3 separate regions of the Mus musculus genome follow, and all the other regions are linked to region 2. A link is a contact called in public HiChIP or PLAC-seq and capture Hi-C data. All regions are on one chromosome and are shown on one strand. The core of a region is the stretch at or near the end of the contact, and the rest is flanking DNA. Distances in the headings are between cores, read along the strand shown. Region 1 has its middle 29 kb from the start of Gm30074. Region 2 overlaps Maml3 (mastermind like transcriptional coactivator 3). Region 3 has its middle 16 kb from the start of Gm30074.

The links. HiChIP or PLAC-seq counts read pairs in DNA pulled down with a chosen protein or histone mark. Capture Hi-C pulls out chosen DNA fragments and counts their contacts.
Region 1: a contact with region 2 is called in an H3K27ac HiChIP or PLAC-seq map of trophoblast stem cells, with 9 read pairs. The contact joins two enhancer-like sites. A contact is called at or near these places in 1 of 15 datasets of contacts at CTCF or cohesin (the NIH/3T3 cell line), 1 of 484 Hi-C or Micro-C datasets (bone marrow-derived macrophages), 5 of 115 datasets of contacts at active chromatin or transcription factors (astrocytes, bone marrow-derived macrophages, embryonic basal ganglia and 2 more) and 2 of 9 other capture datasets (embryonic stem cells and liver).
Region 3: a capture Hi-C map of embryonic tail shows a contact between it and region 2, with 10 times the contacts expected there. The contact joins two enhancer-like sites. A contact is called at or near these places in 4 of 15 datasets of contacts at CTCF or cohesin (CD8 T cells, the NIH/3T3 cell line, large pre-B cells and 1 more), 37 of 484 Hi-C or Micro-C datasets (the AtT-20 cell line, the G1E-ER4 cell line, the HL-1 cell line and 26 more), 37 of 115 datasets of contacts at active chromatin or transcription factors (the 230-238 cell line, CD8 T cells, the NIH/3T3 cell line and 30 more) and 4 of 9 other capture datasets (adipose tissue, embryonic tail, embryonic trunk and 1 more).

The regions. Positions count from the first base shown.
Region 1 is chr3:52,149,563-52,153,431 of GRCm38.p6, reverse strand. No RefSeq gene overlaps it. Among named protein-coding and RNA genes, the nearest start is that of Gm30074, 29 kb to the left of the region's middle. Within about 2 kb of position 2,106, at least 29 of the 459 cell types and tissues checked have an H3K27ac peak or open chromatin away from gene starts, as enhancers often do. A contact at or near this core is called in trophoblast stem cells, where this site is marked.
Region 2 is chr3:51,786,550-51,790,424 of GRCm38.p6, reverse strand. All of the region lies in intron 2 of Maml3 (mastermind like transcriptional coactivator 3), which reads left to right. Among named protein-coding and RNA genes, the nearest start is that of Gm46803, 81 kb to the right of the region's middle. RefSeq lists an enhancer at 1-2,573. Within about 2 kb of position 1,469, at least 277 of the 459 cell types and tissues checked have an H3K27ac peak or open chromatin away from gene starts, as enhancers often do. A contact at or near this core is called in CD8 T cells, the HL-1 cell line, the N1E-115 cell line and 24 more, where this site is marked.
Region 3 is chr3:52,194,491-52,198,362 of GRCm38.p6, reverse strand. No RefSeq gene overlaps it. Among named protein-coding and RNA genes, the nearest start is that of Gm30074, 16 kb to the right of the region's middle. Within about 2 kb of position 1,827, at least 151 of the 459 cell types and tissues checked have an H3K27ac peak or open chromatin away from gene starts, as enhancers often do. A contact at or near this core is called in CD8 T cells, the HL-1 cell line, the N1E-115 cell line and 23 more, where this site is marked.

The sequences.
Region 1 (3,869 bases), core at 857-3,356, 360 kb before region 2:
AAAAATGTTTCTTGCACTTAACAATTTTTGTATTGTCTGTGTTTTGAATATAAATCCAGATTTCTGTCTAACGTCATTTTCTTTCTTCCTGAACATTTAATGCGGTACAAGTCTGTTGGTGGTTAATTTTTCAGCAATTTGAATGCAAAAACTCTTATCTCTATGAAATATACTTTATTTAAAAAGTCTTTATTTTGCTTTGCCTCAAAATGTGCTTTTTTATGTATAAAAATCTAAATAAATTAACCTACTTTTTTTTTTTTAATTTAGAACTTGTACTATCTCTCTGGCTTAAAATTACCTCCAAATAATTCTTTTCTAGCTTTTCTGTTTATTATATCTTACTTGTCTCTCTGTTTATAATAATTCTCATTTTGTCTCCCTATATGTGATTCCTTTTTTCACCTTTGTAGCTTATAACTGTTCTGTGTGTTATTGACTTCAAGAAGATGGACTGTGAAGTTTCCTTCTTCATCTTACTGTTGCTTGCATATGAATTTATAGTTTCTTTCAAATTCGGAAACTTTTTAGTTATTGCTTTTTCACGTATATTTCCGTCTCTCTTTCTTTCTCATCTTTGCTAACTCTCCAGACATATTTATTTCAGATGCTTGAAATTTCCCCACAGTTCAAACGCCGTGCCCACACTGCTGCACCCACAGATGCAATCTCGTCTTTCCCCTCTGTGTTCTTCATGTCCAGTAGATTTCACTGCTGTGTTGTCGTGTCATCATGACCAATAGTTGCTGTAGTCTTATGTGGCAGCCCTGAGACTCTGTATGCCAAAACCTATTCAACAGTGCAATGGCATTAGCAGGTAGGGCTGTGGGAAATGACCCATCTCAGATTGTTCATGAATTCCAGGATTGTTACCCTTTAAAAGAAGCCCAAGAGAGAGCCCTTTTGCCATGTTGAAGGTGAAATGGTCTCACCTGTGATGAGGAGAATTCTCCCCAGACACCAAGTCTATTGCTTCCTCCCTCTAGACTCCCCAGCATCTAGAAGAGTGGGAAACAAATTTTTACTATTTAACAAGTCACCAGGGCTACACAGAGAAACCCTGTCTCGAAAAAAACCAAAAACCAAAAAAAAAAAAAAAAAAAGAAAAAAAAAGTGTTTCCCTTACAGTGGTTCGCAAACTCAGAGTCCAGTCTTCTGCCATGTCCGATGGTGTCTAATTTGATCCTTAGAAATACAGGCACAAGAGCAGTTTTGGTGTGTGGGTGATGGTTCTATCAGCCCTCCTTCTCTGGGCTGACTTTGACATTTCTGGAGTTTTGCTCATGTTAGATCATTATTTCCTCGTCTTTGTGTGTCTGCCAAGTTTTGATTGGGTGGTAGATACTGTGATTATTCTTAAGTTTTATTCTAGGAAATAGTTAAATTATGTGAAAATAGTTTGGCTCTTTTCCTTGTTTCCTCTGTTTTTCTTTGTTTTTTTTTTCTGTTTATTTAGTATATATATATATACATATACATACTCACATACAAACACACACATATATATTATATGTACCTGTATTTCTTATGATCGAGTTAAACACAATTGGACATTGCAGAAGACTGGACTCTGAGTCTGTCAAGACCACTGTAATATATATTATATGTAATATATAATATATATTATATATGGTCTTGACATATATATATATCTGTAATTAGATAGATAGATAGATAGATAGATAGATAGATAGATAGATAGATAGATAGGTAATTAAATAGTGTCTCTATATATACCTGAGCTATCCTGGAACTCACTATGTAGACCAGCTGGCCTCGAACTCACAGAGATCTACTGGCTCTGCCTCTTACTTACCGAGATTAAAGTTGTGCACCTCCACACCTGGCTAGTTTCACACTTTTGCATTTTCAGATCACTTAAAAACATCAGTGGAGTCTCTGTGGCTTAGTTCCCTCCCCTGTGGAAGCTGCACTCTGTCTGCTCACTGCTTAGTGTATTAGAAAGGAATTCCCACTCTTGCCTGCTCAGAACAGAAACTGTCCCCAGACTTCATAGGTCCACACAAATCGTGGCCTGTATTGTCTCTGAGTGGCTGTTATCTTAATCTGGGCGATGTCCTCACACAGATGAGCCAGTCAGCATTGAGCCTATGAGTCACTCACTAGGTGTGCTGGAAAGATCACTGGAATTCTTGTCTGTACGGCTTCCTTCACTATGCTGTCCTTCCTAGTGAGAGCTGGCTGCAACTGTGACTTTCTTCACTATGCTGTCCTTCCTAGTGAGGGCTGGCTGCAACTGTGACTTTCTTGAATGCCCAAGTCCGTTTCCGTGACTTGGGGAGATTGCTAGTCTTGGCCAGCTTCCCTGTGGGACCTAAAACTCAGGGTGGTTGTGAGATCATATTGTGTGTTTCTCCTCTCTCCACAATGCTTCTCTATGCTGTGGACAGCTCAGTGCCTAGAAACAGTTTTCCATTTTTATAGTGTTTTTATTTTTATTTTTATTTTATTTTAGTTGTTTAAGATTAGAGGCCAAATCTAGTCTTTTTCATGCCACTAGCAAGATTGCTTTGACCCTTTCCATAGTCTAATTTTTACAGTTTACAGCCTACCATAGTTACAAGTTTTTCATTTTAAGAGAAAGCTCCTATAAGTAAATTCTTTTCAGTCTTCGTTTGTATGATTGATGCTCAACACCGACTCACCACTTAGGTTATTCAGTTAAATTCCTGGATATTAATTTTAGCCCAAGGTATTTTTGCACTTTGCTCCTGCCAATAATTCTGTTTATTTGTTTTTTGTTTTGAGACAAGGTCTCATATAGCCCAGGCTGCCCCCAAACTCACTTCTCATCCTCCTCTCTCTGCCTCTCAAGTCCTGTGGTCACATGTGTGTGTTACCACACTCAACCAGACCATTCTGTTGTCATTTCCTTTATTAAATGAATTTTCATCAGTACCAGTTACATCCTCGGTGCTAGTCTAGTGTGATATCCAAATATTGCTTATTCTCATGAAGCAAACATTTCAGGGTAGCAAGCAGGTGTATCAATGATGGCTTCAGACAAACCATCTCCCTTAGTGTGAGCTGCTTAAACAGACTGGTCCAGGCTGGGTGGTGTGTAGGTAATAGGAACTTGTTCTCATAGGGCTGAAGGCTAGGAAATCCAAAATGGGGGTGGCTAAAAGATTTGGTGTCTAGTGAGAACCTGCTTCGTGGTTTGTAGATGGCTCTCCACTTGCTGTGTCTTTGAGTAACTGGGAGGGATGGAAGTGTTGGGTGGGCTCTTTGATAATCACTAATTCTAATTATAAAGTTCCACTCAAAGTCCTCACTACCTGATGATGTTGCATGGGGCATCAAACTATGGACTTTGAGAGGACCCAAATATTCAATGTGTGTGTGTGTGTGTGTGTACAGTAAACAGGTGCATAAATGATGTATATACTTGTATATATGTAATATGATGTATACTACATCATGTTAGAGGTAAATGATGTATTACCTGTACATACATAAATGTATGTACATATATGTGTGTGAGTATATATATATATCCTAAAAAGCAGACTACAATGTGATAACAGCAGAGAACATCTGAGATAAAGAAGCGCCTGTCTTAGCTTAGGTTTCCATGAGAAGTTCTTCATATGGAACTTCATACAGGCAAGACATCATTTACCTGTAACATGATGTATCATACATCATATTACATATATACAGGTATATACATCATTTATGCACCTGTTTATTGTACACACACACATACATTGAATATTTGGGTCCTCTCAATGAAGTTTTCCAATGAGAGCACCTCTCTTTAAGCCAAGAAGGCACTGTATCAGAGCCTTGGGCAGCAGATCTCATCGAAGTCAATGGGAAAGAATTTGCATGGCTGATTGGGAGTC
Region 2 (3,875 bases), core at 220-2,719:
GTTGCACAATGTTGTGCAGTAAGATAGTGAGACAGCTAGGAGATTGGGATGGACTCTGAAGTTTGGGGACCAGTACTCAAGCCTCAAAAGTGGTGTCGGGATGGGCTAAGACAGAACGTGGTGACTAGGAAAAAGCGTGTCGTGACGTCCTAGGGCTTAGAGGGACACAGCTCATGGGCAGGGAAAAGTGAGGTGGGGTGAAGCTGGGAAATAGTCTGGGGTCACGTCATTTCCAGGATTCTACCCGCTGTGCTAACAGTGAAGAGAGGCCGCTGAAGACTGACAGGCAGGCTGTTCTAGTGCAGTTGTAGTTGCATTTTTGGAAACCTCCATCTGACCACACAGCTGGTGGAGGGGAGTGGGCACGGAGAGAATTATTTGGAAAGAACTTTAGCCCTATAATTTGAAGGCTGAGAGAACGGGGTGAGAAGAAAGAAAGACAGGAGTAAGTGAATGGAATTCAGTACAATAGACACCGCGCCCTGGAGGCCTACAGTAAGGGCCTTGCTGATATTGGAAAATGGACCTTGAAGGAGAGGGATGTATTGGTTGGAGCCTAGGTTCCTGACTTTTAAAATCAGAGTGACATTGATGCCCATAGGCCCTGAGAGAATAGACTGTCAGAGGAACGTCATGGCTGGGGTCTGCCCTAGAGGGATCCTGCAATATCATACACTTGCAAGGAACTAGAAAGAGGGAGACCCGCCCAGGAACTCTAAGGCTACAGAGGGACCACCTCAGCCCTTCCAAGGGTAGAGCGTTAGCGTCTGGGGCGACAAAGCAGTTGAGCGTCCCCCTGTCATTGTGGCTGCTTATAGCCCCGGTCTGGGAAAAGGTAAAGCTTAGGGGAACAGAAACTTGGCCTTTTCCTCATTTTCAGCTTTCCAAACCAAGCAGAGGCGGGCCATTTTCAACAGACACTACTGCCAATTAGAAGAGGCAAAAGACCAGCACAAAGTAGGCTCCCAAGATCTAGCCAGTTGAACTGAACCAAAACCATCCGCTTCCTGGGCCCCGAGAAGGTGCAACATGTCACAGGTCCTCAAGGAGAAAGGGGCTGGCAGGGAGGACCCCTGCATGAGAATTAAGACCTCTGTGACCCCCATCTGTTCCTCCTCTCCTCTCCCTCCTCTCCTGCTGCCATGGAGACCAGTCTGGAATGGCAGTAAGCCTTATGCCCCAGAGAAAACAATACAGTGTTTGAAGAGTGGAAGTTGGCCTCTAAGCACAAGCTCTGTCGCCCATCCCCCACAGCCCAGGATTCTTACAAAAGGCAGCTTTTTCCGCTAGAGGGTCAGAGCTCTGCTGTCCATCGATCTGCGTCCACTTTGTCCCTCGCTACTTCCGACTTGTTCATTTTTGAACTCACACCACACAGCCTGAGTGTCATGGGTCTGTTTAGTCGGAGAGGTGCTGATGTGACCGCGTCCCTTCTGCTCAGTGGCACAGAGCATCCCGCTCCTTTTTGTGTCTTTGAACCGCTGCTGTTGACTCACAGGCTGGAGCGGTTGGGCTGGGCTGAATTAGAAACAATGTAATCAACATCTCTATTTTTATCTCTGCTCTCTCCCCTCCCCACTGACTCACGGTTCTCTGTCTCAGAGCCCGGGATCTTAAAAGACTTGCATTAGATCCAGGGTGAATACGCACAGATGTGGTGTTTCTGCCATTCAAAGCCAGGAGTGGTTTTTCTTTTTCTTTTTTTTTTTTTCCTGATGCACTGGGCCCACACGTCAGTAGTGTTATTTATTGCCGTTCACTGCCATCTTCTTTGTGGCTGTGTTACAGCTCAAGCTGCCTTTCCCTCCTGAGGTCTAAGATAAATTTTGCAGACAAGGGAGGAACCCGGGTCTGATTTCTGAAATGAATCTTCAGAGAAAACTTCAGCACTGAACTAAAACTTTTAACTTTTCCCAGTTAATTCGGGAAGCCTGACCTGGAATCTACAGAAAGCAAAAACTAAATACAATATAGTAGTAGGTCCCCCCCCCCAAAAAAAAACCACCCCAACGATGAAGGATCTTTTTTTCCTGCCTAGACTTCTGCATGTTGATGTGTATTTTTAAATTTTTAATTCTATAGACATAGATATGCTAAGTGCTTGGAATTCTGAAGCCTTAGATTTGAGTCCCAACCTGATATTGCTTGCTATTTATAATCTTCAGCTGACAACTTAATTCCTATTTTTAAGATTTTTTTTGGTTTTATGATTATGTCTGCCTGAATGTATTTATATGCATCACATATGTGCAGGTGCCCACAGAAACCAGAAGAGGGCACTAGATTCCCCTGGAAGTAGATATACAATGATTGTGAGCCGCCCAGTGTGGGTGCTGGGAACCCAAACTGGGAATTCTCCAAAAGAAACACTCCTAACTGCTGAGCCATCTCTACAGTCCAAACATGTCATTTCTCCATGTCTTACTTTTCTGTTTTGTGAAATGGAGTTTGACCTCTCAAACATACGTTATATATCTTATAGAATTGTTCTGAGGATTAAAAAAAAATCTAACGAAAAAGCTTTAAAAATCTAGATTTCGTGAGGACTTTAAAACAAGGGCCAGCACATAACAATCTGTCCAAAAACAAATTAAAAAGTTGGCTATTTTCGTGCCTCAGGCCATATCTACCCGACTTAAGAAAAGTAATTCATCTTTAAAAGAATTTTCATGGGCCAGGGTGGTAGTTCAGTCAGTAAGGTGCTCAGGCATGGTGACCTATTTGGTCCTCACTATTCACATAAAAAGCCAGCCGGGGTGACCTGTGCTGGGAAAGAGGAGCTATCCTGGGACTCAATGATGAGCCAGCCTAGCCTACTTTATGAGCTCCAGGCCAGTGAGAGACCCAGTCTCAAGAAATCAGGTAGGCAGTGTGTGAAGAACATCCAAGGTTGCTTTCTGGCCTACACACACACACACACACACACACACACACACACACACACACACACTCTCCTTTAACAAGCACAGAACACCTCGGGATGTTGCCTTATCTATTCCAGAATTTATGAGCCATCCTTCTACAGAAACTAAGGGAACCCTGTGTTACAGAACGGACCTATTTTTCTTTCTAGCATAAGCGCAGCCTCTAACTCCCCAGTCTGCCTTTCCTAGAATTTTATTCTCATTTCATCAAAATTGGTTTTTGTGTTCTGTATCCAAGGGTACTTACACGTTCTTCTCCAGATAATTGTATTTTACATGCAGTGACTTTTTCTTGGCTTAGCTAATGTCACCTCATTAGACTAGACTCTAATGATGCTCTTTCTTTTCTACAGTGCAGCCATGACAGTAGCCTGGGAAACTCTCTGCAGAAGTTATCCTTTCTCTTCACCTGGGTCTCCCCATCACCTTGAGCCCTGCACACTTTACTAACTGAAGGGTTAGAATCCAAGGAGGGAGGTTCACAGAACCCCAATGCAAATAAAAGTCAGGCAGTCTCTGGAAAGCTCCCAGCCGCCCTGTGCGTCCCAGAAACTGCAGTAACCTAGTAGGTTAACACATCTTAGGAGTCACACCCTCTTTGCAGCTATCCCCGCTGTTCCAAAACTGCCTGAACCACAGAGCTTCATGCAATGTGCCATACCTGCACCACCGCCACAAACCAACACTCTGGGACTCTTGGGCACAGATTCAGAGAGATCAAGGTACCCGATCTCCCGTGTGGGAAAAGCTCACAGGAGGGCAGCGGAAGCTTGAGGCAATGAGATGCATCCTGTCACCGTCATCCCATGTAGGGGTTCAAGGCTAACTAACTACTTGGGTCTTTTGGTATTCAGCCTGTATCATTATCCAGGCACCACGTTTATATGAGAGGTTACTAAGTGAGTGTGATGAGAAGGGTTGGTCCTCACAACTCTCTCCTTTCTATCTTGT
Region 3 (3,872 bases), core at 578-3,077, 410 kb before region 2:
CTCAACCCTTTCACAGATTTTTCCAACCTCTGTTATCTCGGTCGATCACACTCGATGTGCGCGGAATCTCCAAGGCAGAGCATGCGGCTGTCACCTAGGACATCACTGAACTGTGGATCTTTTTTGCAGAGACGGGTGACTCACCATCCAGGAGGGGGTGGAGGGAGGATGACACAAAGGAAAACGAGATTTAGAGATCTGAGCTCTCTGTTACCGTGTCACATGGTCCCTGCATAAACCAATGTTCTACAAGTGCGGAAGCCCAGCCGAAAGGTTCGGGCACGGCCTGCCCACCCAGTGTTTCCTTCTCCAGCTCTTAGAAGACAGTTTAAAGAGAGCTCCGGAATGTTCTGGTCTTTTGTTTGGAAATTTCGCCTGCTTGTTGACTAGTTGTCTGTGGACCGTGGGGTGGGTCTGTTTGCTTTAAACAGGCTGAACGATGTGTAAGGCATGCCGGCTGCTTTTGTGCCTGGCTTATTTGAAACTGTTTTAGTGTGACACTGGAGGACTTTAAAGGCAACTGTAGCTGTGGTGGGATGTTCTTGCAAGTTGGTACAAGAAAAAAATGTGTCTATTTCTTAGCACATGATCAGTGGTCTGCATCTCCCCTATAATTAATAATAAAAATAATAATAATATCACAGGGTCTTGCAAAGAAATTTGAATTACTGAAGTTTTTTTGGGGGGGAGCCACTTGCCCCCTTTATCAGAAGACTGCCAAACATAGTCCCAAAGATGGAAGACATTCCTTGTTCTTATATCACAGGAGTTCAAACCCTGTATCACAAGAGAAATGGTTTCTGGAGAGTTATGGAGAGCTACAGTCAGTTTTGCATATTATCATAACAAAAAATAACCAATAAAGATACTGCCCCCTTCATTGTATAAAGGAGAAATAAATGAAGGAATTGCCACTGAGCTAGGAAGCCTGTCCGTCCCACCCCCTCAGTTTTCACCCATCTTCCTGCAAGGAAGCTCAATGGCTGCCAGAAAGGAAGAGACCATGGCTGTGAACTGGTCAGGCCAGAGGTTGCTGGGCATCAAAACGGCAAGAGGCAGGTCACAAAGACCAGGATGGGCAAAGCAGATCTTGTCCTGCCTTTATCTCTAATTAGTTGTGTGGCTTTGGATAAGCATTTCACCTCTCTCATCTGTCAAATGACAGGCTGGGACTAAGTTCTCCAATGTCTCCAACAGCTCTGGTAGGATAGCGGTGTGTGTGTGTGTGTGTTGGATTAGATTATTTTATTAAGGATCCATATGAAGGCTGTGAAGAAAAGCTGACTGTTTCTGCAAGCTGCAAAAGAGCAGACTCTGGAGGAGCTATGAAATGATCCACAAGGAATCCCTGCGGTGGGTTGAAAAACTATAGAATTATGGAATTGTGTGTAACACACAATCTGAGTGAGGCTCTCTGAGGCCATACAAAATGGGACACGCTAAAGCAAAGAACCCAGGCTTTTGAAGCCAGCCTATGCCCCTACTCCAGTCTCTCCCCATGATAATGCAGCACCGTGTGCTCACAATTAAATGTCAGCCACGGAAAACATTTCCCTTGGCTTTGTTGTTCCAGGACCGGATTCTTTTGTCCTCCATATAATGGATATGCAGAAACAATGACAGAACAGAGATTTTTTTTCTTTTCTAAAGCGATGACAAACACAGTGCTCCTTCCTCCCTCCCTCCTTTCCTCCCTCCTTTCTCCTTGTCCCCACCCCCTAAAATAAATCATTGTTCAGGAAAAAAAAAAAAATCCCATTGTCTATTGTCCACGGAGATCAAGATCTGCCTAGGAACAGTTCAGGCAGACGCTGCAGTGTTCCTAGATGGCCGGTAGGTGGCGCACGAAGGCAGTGCTGGCGGAAGCGCGGCCGGTGGCAAGGACGGGGTTGTCGCCTCCCGCAGCCGCCGCCCCCCCCCCCGCCCCCGGCCGCCCCCCTCCTTGCGTGCTAATTGCTGGAACCTCCACTGGGACTTAGGTCCCGGAGAAAGAGAGCGGGAAGGAGGCGGGGAAGGGAAGTGGGGGCTCTGGCTCCAAACACACAAAGCCTCTAGGGCCTCGGCGGCCCTGGGCAGGGCGCCCTCCCTCTGGTCTCTGTCCCCGGGAAGAGCTGCTGCATCCTTGGCTCCCGCCATAGGAGAACCGCGACCCTAGTGTGGGAGTCCCACACACCTCTGACCCCAGCCTCCCACGGGGCTTGGAGACCTGCCTCTGAGCAGCAGGAGGCTCCCAAGTAGACATCTGTCCCCGGCATCCACGCGTGTCCACCCCCAGGAGGAGTCACTGAGGACCTTGTCCCCTCTTCGTCGCTGGCCTGTGCTGGCACCTGGAGTCTAGATGTCTTACCTAGCCTCCAGCCTCTGCAGGAGAACCTGGTGTGAAGGTGTATAGGCAGGTGGGAGCTTTGTGACCTTGAATTTATTAATACCGTCCCCCGACTCCCCACCCTGCTCCCCAACCCTTCACCTCACCAGCCTATCAGTCACAGGCTGTGATACTTAGCCTTCTGAGTCTTGATTATTTATTTTAAGATAGTGCTTCACTTGGGGGCGTGGGGGTTGCAGACAGCACAAACAACTGTCTACAATCCTTAGGACAGACCTGGCATCGCTAGCACCAAGTTAGAAGGGAAAGGGGCACAACTGGATGTGCAAGTAAATGGCCATCAAGATGTCTGAGCTCCCATCTTTGGCTTTGCCAAAGCTGTGAGAGACCTCCTTCCTCTATTTGGAATTTATCCTCTTGTGATTTATACCCAGTCTCTGTTGCGACTCTCTGAGACAGGAGTGTATACCATTAGCTTTGGAGTCAGGCTTGCCAAGTTGAAGTCCTGGCTCCCCCATTTAGTAGCTGGTTAAACTTCATGGTTAGAATTGGACTACCTTACAGACAACAATGGAAGTTCGCTGAGATATCCACGGACATACCGGAGGTGAATCGAGCAATTGCTGACAGCAGCTTCTCTCATTTGAGTCAGAAAGGTCATTTCCCTTCCAGGAAGAGAACAGTAGTCCTGCGAGGCCACATTTCCCCCACAGGATTCCCAGCTATCACCCCAAACACTTTTGTTTGTTTGTTTGTTCTTGTTTTTTTGTTTTTTGTTTTCCAAGACGGGGTTTTTCTGTGTAGCCCTGACTGTCCTGGAACTCACTTTGTAGACCAGGCTGGCCTCCAACTCAGATATCCTCCTGCCTCTGCCTCCGGAGTACTGGGATTAAAGGCGTGTACCACGACACCCTGTCACCCCAAACACTTAAGGAGGCTTCTTAACTCTTGCTGGCCACCAGATGACTAGAGCCATACTCTAGTAGAAAAGAGCTTTGTAGGAGTGGGACTGGATTTAAAACTGTATTCTAAGCGCTGGTCTGTGCCTGGCGATTGGTGACTGCTTATCCCCATCTAGACACTGCTACCCAAGCAGAGATTGAATAGCAGTGAAGGAGGCACCATGCCTTGTCCTTGTTAGGGTATACTGAGAGAGAAATACATCTGTCATGCTCCGACCTGCCCAAGTCGGTTTAAGGACCCAGAAGCCCTTGACCTTTCTCTAAAAGGCTACTCAAGTGTTTCCACCTGCATCTGGTTTGTAGAACTCTTGCGGGAGGTTCAGGCATTAGGCAGACCATTCCTGCAGTCAGTTGCCACAGTTGGTGGCAGAGCCAAGAGGTAGATATAGTAGCTTGTCTTTGAGATGAGCTAAAACTTGCCTCTCAGTACACACACCCTTGTGTATTTCCTTCCCACGTTAAGGAAGAGTGACCGGTGCAAAGAAGTGGACATTGCACAATGACAGTATGATCCCTAAGGCCAGCACATAGGAGACAGTGTATCTGCTATCTCGCTTTCAAGAGTCACTCAACTCTGGAGAAAA